3 separate regions of the Mus musculus genome follow, and all the other regions are linked to region 2. A link is a contact called in public Hi-C and promoter capture Hi-C data. All regions are on one chromosome and are shown on one strand. The core of a region is the stretch at or near the end of the contact, and the rest is flanking DNA. Distances in the headings are between cores, read along the strand shown.

What was found. Promoter capture Hi-C pulls out the DNA fragments that hold promoters and counts their contacts. Hi-C and Micro-C count contacts between places; a contact is called where the count stands out from the background.
Region 1: a promoter capture Hi-C map of pre-B cells shows a contact between it and region 2. The contact joins the promoter of Jazf1 here to the promoter of Tax1bp1 in region 2. A contact is called at or near these places in 3 of 39 promoter capture datasets (hematopoietic stem and progenitor cells, liver and pre-B cells) and 1 of 484 Hi-C or Micro-C datasets (embryonic stem cells).
Region 3: a contact with region 2 is called in a Hi-C map of uterus, with 2.2 times the contacts expected there. The contact joins the enhancer-like site here to the promoter of Tax1bp1 in region 2. A contact is called at or near these places in 3 of 484 Hi-C or Micro-C datasets (3T3-L1-derived adipocytes and uterus) and 1 of 115 datasets of contacts at active chromatin or transcription factors (embryonic stem cells).

What each region holds. Positions count from the first base shown.
Region 1 is chr6:53,067,364-53,070,063 of GRCm38.p6, forward strand. It overlaps Jazf1 (JAZF zinc finger 1), which reads right to left and starts at 1,261. Exons shown (of 5, transcript NM_173406.3): 1 at 1,090-1,261. The coding sequence starts at 1,204. It overlaps Gm33097 (a long non-coding RNA gene), which reads right to left and starts at 632. Exons shown (of 2, transcript XR_377680.3): 1 at 1-632.
Region 2 is chr6:52,712,338-52,715,045 of GRCm38.p6, forward strand. It overlaps Tax1bp1 (Tax1 (human T cell leukemia virus type I) binding protein 1), which reads left to right and starts at 1,392. Exons shown (of 18, transcript NM_025816.3): 1 at 1,392-1,518.
Region 3 is chr6:52,417,362-52,420,106 of GRCm38.p6, forward strand. No RefSeq gene overlaps it. Among named protein-coding and RNA genes, the nearest start is that of 1700094M24Rik, 74 kb to the right of the region's middle. Within about 2 kb of position 1,255, at least 37 of the 459 cell types and tissues checked have an H3K27ac peak or open chromatin away from gene starts, as enhancers often do. A contact at or near this core is called in uterus, where this site is marked.

The DNA of each region.
Region 1 (2,700 bases), core at 11-2,510, 350 kb after region 2:
TCAAAGCTTGACAATTACTCATCAGATTTCTGTTTTCAAAGGCATTCTGCAGACAGTTTCCATGATTAGCTCCCATTCTGGATGGCCCAGCAAATCCCGCTCTAAACTGGCACTTAGCGCGTATTAAGCGCCCACTGTGTGCAAGGAGAAAGCATTCTACAAAGCAAAGGGGCATGAGGCTCTGCCTCATTTTATTCGTGCATAAATGCACAGCAGTCGTGATTTACTCTCTCAACTTTGCAGAAACGTGAGCTGCATCCACATGGTCGAATCCATGTCATTCATTTGGTCTTCTCGAAGCAATTCACAGGTAGCCTCACCCAGGGAACCGGCTGCCCTCTTCACCCACCAGGCCACTCCGGGGAGCGGCCACACCTTCTGCAGGTGGCTGGGTCTTCTGAGCCAGAAGCACCAGACCCATCTCCCTCCGCAGGGGTGGGGATGAGCGTGCAAATGTGATGCAAGGACTTCCGTGGGGCGCAGGACTTAGGAGGTCCCTGGGTCCCGGGAGACACAACCGGCCCCGCGGGGCGCCCCTCCCCCGCGTCCCCGCGCCCGCGCCGCGCAGGCCCCGCGGGGACCGGCGCACCTCCGGCCTAGCCGCAACGCGGGCGCCGCGACACGCCCGCCCGCCGCCCGCGGGCTCCCCTCTGCTACCGGGGCCTCGGGGCGCTCCGGCCAGGGATGGGCGCGGCCCGCAGCCGCCCGAACCGCAGCCGCCGCGCCAGGCCGGGCCCCGCGCCCGCGCCGCTCAGAGCACGCAGCGCCCCGCGCCCCGCGCCCGCCGCCGCCGCCGCCGCGGCCCCCTCCCGCCGCGCCACACCTAGCAACCGGCGCTGACAGGACGCAGGCGGGGGAGGAAGCGGAATGGCTGCCGCCGCGGCGCCTCCCCGGCTCCCGCCAGCCTGACAGCTCGGGCCGGGCGGAAGCGGCGTGCGGCACCCGCCCCCCGCGGCCCGCGCCCGCCCTCACCCTGCGGCCGGCCATCCCCGCGCCCCGCGGCCCTCCACGCCCGCACCTTCTCGGGCGCCCGGCCCGCGCCACCCCGGGGCTCGCCCGCCGCCCGACCCCCGCCCACCCGGGCCTCACCGATGTGGTTGTCCTCGATGTGCTCGATGAGGTCGGCCAGCGTGGGGAAGTGGAGTCCGCAGCCCCCGAAGCGGCAGGTGTTGGAGAAGAAGGAGGCGGCGGCGATGCCTGTCATGGTGCTACATCGAGAGCCCCCCGGAGTCGGCTCTGCGAGCGCCGCGCGCGCGGAGGCGGAGGGAGGGGCCGGGGAGGGGGCAGGCGCGGGGAGGGCAGCGCGAGCCCGGGACGGAGGAGAGGGGGCGCGAGGTGGAGCGCAGCGCCGAGCCTCCGGGAGGCAGCGGGAGGCGGCGGGAGCTCGGGGGAGGGGGCGGGGAGGACTCGGCGGCTGGGAGGAGGGAGCAGGCGCGCGCCTGCAGCTGTGCGGGCCCCAACCTCCGCGACCCAGGCCTCACCTGGCAGCTCCCGCCTCCAACTTTACGTCCCTGGGCCTGCCCTTTCGCCCTGTGAGGTGCCTGCAGTCCGCTTGGAGCCTCCCTTGGTTATGCGCGCTACATTCTTAATAGATACACATCTATTAATTACACATGCTTTTCACCCCAGAGGAGCACTCAGGGAGTTACCCAGCCCTCTTAGGGACATTTGTTTGCACTTGGCCACCTGTCTAGGTGTGACGATGGTATTCACTAGGGACCCAGGAAAGGTAATTGTGTGCACCTTGTTCTTTAAACTTTCTCATTTAAAAAAAAAAATTAAAAAGTCCGTATTCTCTGGAGGTTAGTAGGAACTAATTGATTTTAATGAAGCTTTCCCCCTAGGCCAGAAGAAAAATCTTAGCTTTATTTAAATTTCAAAATAGAGCGCTTGGTTGTCAAGTGCATTTGACTGTGTTTTACATATGTATCACGTTTGTTCTCCCTGATTCTTCTGAGAAAACAAAAATCTCAATTTCTTTACCCCAAATTCCCGCACCTCCTGAACCCCGTGTTGTGGCTCAGGTCTGGCAGTGCTGCTCCAAAGACGAAAGGGGCAAGTGTAGAGGTTTGGAAATGAAAGTCAAAGCAAATTCGATTTTCACTTAAAAAGAAGATTTCACCAATCAGTTAGGATTATATCATCCTGTGAGCATTTAAGCCATACTGTTGACCAGATAGCCTCTTAAGAACCAGTTCTCTTCTGGTCTCCAACCGCAGTTGCAGTTACATTTTACCTACAAGGTGTATATTTTCTTCCAGGTGTTCAAGAAGCACCAGGAGATGTGCATGATTCGAGGGTGTAATTTTTAAAAAATTTATTCATGCATTCTGAATTTAGCATTTGTCTTTAGAACAATTTCATTTACCCGCTGGTGCATATACCTAGAAAAATAACAACCCTGTCTTTTTAAACTGCATATACCACTTGTGTTATCTCTAATATTAGGATTGTTAGGGCACTTCGTGTAAATGTAAATGCAGACATATGCAGTATTTCTGTCACCGGAGAAAATTTTCACAATCTCCCAGTCACAAAGGCTGAGGCTGAGTTCTCTCACCCATCGACATTTTTGTCTGGTCTGTCGCTTCTTTGAGCCTACAAGGTGACAAATTTGCCAAGGGGAGAGTTGAGTTGAGTATGGTTGGGGCAGCAGGTCATTAAAGTTCAGTTTGTTGCCAGAAATAATTTCCTGGGACC
Region 2 (2,708 bases), core at 142-2,641:
GTGTGTGTGTGTGGGGGGGTAAGGGGTGGTGGGATACCCAGGGGGGTTCCCCTTTCTCAGAGAAGAAGGAGAGGGGATGAGGGGTGGAGCTGCAGAGGGGACTGGGAGGAGATGTAATATTGGAATGTAAAGTGAATAAATCAATTAGTTAAAAAAGTAACAGGATGTCTTCACCCTGGAGCAGTAGAATGCCTTAACTCACAGCCAGCCATGAGAGCAATCATGGGGTCTTGAGTAATCTCAGTAAGGAGGTTCTGTATGAAGTTAAAAACTAAAACCCTGCCCTGCATTTTGGTAGCTGTGTCTCCTGACCAACAGAATGCCCCTTTGTGGTTAAATGCCCTGAGATGTCTGTCTGTTCATCTCTCTCTCACTCTCTCTTTCTCTCTCTCCAGGGCATTTTCCCCTATAGTTGCACTAAAATGAAGTGTCTGAAACGCAAAAGATCTCAATTTCATTATATTATTATAGACATTGTGGTTTTGTGACCTGCTTTCCCTTGTGGTTGTTTTCTAGAGCAGCACAGGAAGAAATACCTCAAAAGGAAGACTTGGTTGATCGTGATATGGAAGTGAAAATAATTTAAATTTCTAAAATTACTTTTGCCTTATATAGCTTACCTTTCTCTGTTAAATGTGCAGTTTGAATTGGAACTTCATGGAAGCAAGTGTATTTTATTCAAATCCATCATATCTTGTGTTGGAATATTACTTATCTCATGAATACACTACCGTCTTAATCATAAATATTTCTTTAAAACCCACAATGCCGAACTTAACTTTTGCTTCAACAGCCTATGTCTCTCAACAGTAATTTTTCCTTTTGGAGGACCAGAATGAAGAGATCCCTATTTAAACAAACAAACAAGCAAACACACAGACACCCAACTTAAAAAATTTCAATATATAAGAAACAAATGAATCAGCAAATATTAAGAACCTGTCTTATGGAGGCCAATGTGGACTTGAATTGTGTGGAAAATGAAAGAACTTGAAATTAGAGTTTTGTATATTATTGTTCTGTTTAATGTTATGCTTTCTTCGCTGGTGATACGGTAAATGTCATTAGTTTCATAGCAACACGGGAATATGATGGTTCAATTCGTGATAGCTATGACAGTTCTTGGGGCTTCTGTATATATTGAAACATGTATTAGCTTAGACTGATATTTAAGACCCAGGTCACCTGGCCTCTGAGCGATCCTTCCCATTTCGCTGGTAAGTCAGTTAATTTGTTTCAAACGGACTGTGTTTTGAGGTGACTACATCACTGACCAAAAGCCACAGAGGAAAAAGCTGTCAGGGAAACCACTAAAGGACTCTTTACAGCTAGCGAGTGGGGCGTGTCGCCGCAGAGCATGCGCAGCAGCAGAGGCGGAAGCGAGCCTCCCTGGGGCGGAAGTGACGCACCGCCGGCTCTCCGCTTAGAGAAGGTGTAGCCGGTCTACGCTGAGAGGCAGTGGTGGTGGCCGCGGAGGTTCGGGGCGCGGCGTAGCGTGCGGGGCGGAGGCCCTGACCGGTAAGGTTTGCGGACGGGCCGCGTGCTTTCGAGGTAACCGGCGCTCGCGCTCCGTCTCGGCCCTGGAACCCGGGCCTGGCGAGTTTTGGGAACGGTCTCCGTGGTGACGAAGCTCTCTTTCCCAAGGACGAGCTTCCCCCGGGCCGCGATTGTGACGTGTTTTGGGCTTGGGGTGACCGTAGAGTGGGAAGCGTGGCGGGAGCGGGCGTGCTAGGCCGCGGCTGGCCCCGGCTGGCCCCGGCGTCTAACAAGCCAGGGACGGGTGGCGGGCGCGCTAGGCCGCGGCGAGCCGGGGAGGACCCGTTGGGTTGTTTTGGTTTGAGTCTCCGCTGGAGGAAGAGGCGGGGACTCCCTGTGTCGCCTGGTTTGGCTGTTTACCTGGCTTGGCTTGATCTCCGGCTTCTCCTGGGCTGAGAGATTAGTTGAGTCTTGCTGTTTGGAAAGCAGCCCTCCCCCTCTGGTGCCCAAGAGAAGGCTTTAAGAAATCTTGGGGAGGATCGCTTCGCTCTGTGGTCGTCTGGACTTGATTTCACGACTCCGCCTCCCTCGCTCCACCCACTGCTGACTCTCCCCGGTGTTTTGGACCCGGCGGAAGGTGCAAGACGTGTTCTGGCTAGCGCTCATCGCCCGAAAACTGTACTGTTAGAACGTAGCTGGGGTGTTCGCTTGTATTTCCCTGTTGAGAAATATGAAGTACAATTTGTTCCTGAAAGTTTTGTTGGAAAACGTTGTGGCGTTTGACTATGATAGATTTCCGGCTTTATCGTTATGTTGGTATGTTAGACATTTTAATGCTAAGTATCTGCCAAGTATGCTGCTTTTTGCCAAGTGGTAAAAATTCATGATTAGGACACGAACAAATATAATTAAAATTTTAGTGTTCAATCCCAAAACATTCGAAAATGGTTATTTGAATAACATTCCTTAAAAGTGGGTTGATTAAGTGGGTTTGTGATCTCCAGGTTACCCTCTAGGTGTGGAGAAGAAGCTGAGGCCAAGGACTCGCCTCCATTCTATTCTTCTCAGGGGTAAATTGGATTTCTGTATGTCCCTTTCGAATGTTAGGCAAACGCCCTGAACTTATCTTAGATTTCTGCAAGAATATATTTGACTATGCTAGGAATGACTGGTTAACCTCCTCCCCCTCGTCTTTGTTATTTGTTAAATTTCAAATACAGTTGTATTGTATT
Region 3 (2,745 bases), core at 5-2,504, 300 kb before region 2:
GCTTTACAGAATCTTTTTAGGTTTTACTGTTAATAAGATTAAATAGGAGATGAGCAGTAAAGATATTGAAGCCGAGTTTATTATGAGAAAAAGCACACACGAAGTATGGGCTCCCCACCACTTAACTCTGCGCTCTGTGTACACATCTCTCCATTCAGATTTTTTTTTTTTATTACTGTTTGCTTAGGGGGGAAAGTCTCCACTGAAAGAATGTGGCAGGAGCACATTAGCAGGCCTTCCAGGGCTCTTTCTGTTCGTCGGGCCCATGGATGGCGCCCAACTTTGTAGTTCCTTGCTAGTTGCAGCTGGAGGCTGCTGCTGGCCGAAACCCAATCTCTTTGCAATAAAGGAGCCATTTGACCGCACTGTATTTACTGGGGCCTTTTCTGAACCAATCAGGGGCCGCCCTTGGCACAAGGGATGAGGAGAAGTTTATAATAGGATCACTTTTGTTTGCAATTTGTTTCTAATAGATGCCAATAAGCCAGTTAACTAGGCTCCAGTTAATGGACATTTTATCGTTTTCTCCCTCCAACCCCCCCCCACCCCAGCCATACACATGACCTTTCCTTAGAAGCCCTGAGATGCTCCCTGGTAGCCTGAGGGCTCTCTCTGCTCTAGAGAACTTGCTCACCAGCCCTGTGTGGCCCAGCAGGCCCCAGTTCTTTGATCATCCTGTCAGTGGGAAATTTACAGAACATTCGGGCTTTGGTTCCATGTGTATTTCTCCAAATATAATATCTCCCTCAAGAAATCAATGATAAGCTGTTAAACTAAAGAGCATGGTAACATCCACAGCGCAGTAAATTAATGGTCTTTTGTGGATAGATGGTTACAGATCTCATCATAAAAAATGGATAAAAGATTACATATCACACAGAGCGAAACTTTTAATAACTCAACATGACTTTTCTTAATGGGTTTTATTCATTTTAATCATTATAGTGTCAATGATGATTATAGCCTTATTAGATTGTAGTGATTGAGGGGCCTGTTTATGAGATATTGAAAAGCTCAGGCAGCTCAGAATAGCCTGGCGGCCTGTGTGGGTTTGATGTGTGACTTTATCTGAAGGAGTGGGGCTTGTCAAGAGAGTTTCAATTAATACTTTTACTAAATTGCTCCTGTCTTTGGTGACCTAGGTCACAGAGGACTTAAAGATTCCACAACATCAGCTTTTCAAAACAGTTGGGCTGCAGCCGTGTAAATCAAAGGAGGTTGTGAGTGAGCGAGCGAGCGTTAGTGTTTGAATAAGGGCCAGCCAGGCAGGGCCAGGGCAGCTGCAAAGTCCTTCCTCTTCACTCCGCCTCCGTGGAGCGGCTCCAGGAAGGAGTTATTTTAACAGCCTTTTAATAACTGGATTAAGAGTTGGACACAAGGATCTGGAAGAATCTGGATGGTTCTGGTCCCCTCACCCCTGTCTGGACACATACAAAGCCAAGACTCTGAAAGTAATTAATAAGACGCTGTTCCAGAGAAAGGCCCCAAGCAGGGTCATCTGGAAAAAATTATTAAAATAAAGGTGTCAGTGATGTTCCCAAGATGAAAAATGTCCTAACAATAAATAATTCCTCCCAATGTCTTCAGCGGGGCTAAGGCGGGAATACCACCTAGCTGATGGCCTCTTGATTTAATATTGATTCTTCAGGATGTCTATTTCCATTATATGCAGTTCTGTCACCTAAAATCATTCCAGATGTTCCTCTGCGAGGGAGCTCATCTGTCACAGGGCTCTGAGAGCACAGTGTCACTGAGCCTTGAGTGAACTGGGCAGGGCTTCACTTGGGCTTCTGATTTGGACCGTCTTAGTTTCCACTCCTTCATCACTAGAAACAGAGGCAACGGTAACAGTTTTGCCCATTTTCCACCTAAGATGATGATGGCGATTTGATTCTTTTTAATAGAAGTTCTCACTCCATTGGCCTTGAACTTGATCCCTCTGTCTCAGCCTCCAGTGCACTGGGATTACAAGAGAGCACCTAGTGGATTACTAAGAGCTTCAGAGAAGCCGAGGGCTGGTTTGGGGAGAAGGCTTAGTCGTTAAGGGACTTGCCGCCCAAGTCTGACCTCCTGAGTTTGGCTGCATAAAAGTACATAGTAACTGTCATCTGTAATGCCTCTAACTGGACACAGGAGACACAGGCAGGACAATCACCAGCAACTTTTGAGCTAACTAATCTGGTATCTATAGCAGTGAGCCACAGAGAAACAATGTCTCAAACAAGGTAAATTTCAAGGACTGACATTCAAGGTTGTTCCCTGAGCTTCATATGTGTGTTATGGTATGCACGTACCCCCGACCTCCCCACAACACACATACTATGATATTTTTTTAAGGGCTCTGGCTAAGTGGTGGAACATTTGCATAGCCTGTTTATAGCCCTAGGTTTGATTCTCAGCACCGCAAAAGTGAAAAATAAAATGAACAAATGACTTCACATTTATTTCAAAGAATTCTGTTTTCAAATCAGTCTTTACATCTCCACTAAAATCAAAGGGCCAGATGATATGGCTCTTAAAAACAAATTATTACATTATTTTTTCAATATGAGTGTGTATGTATGTGTGTAAGAATGTGTGTGTGAGTGTATGTGTGCACATGTGTAGAGGCCAGAGGACAATTCTCAGGACTGACTTTCCTCCCTTACCAGGTGGGTTCTGGTGTTTGAACTCAGACTATGAGGCTTGGTGTGAACATCTTCTGAGCCATCTTGCTGGACCAACACGGCTTTTAATGGGGTTCAA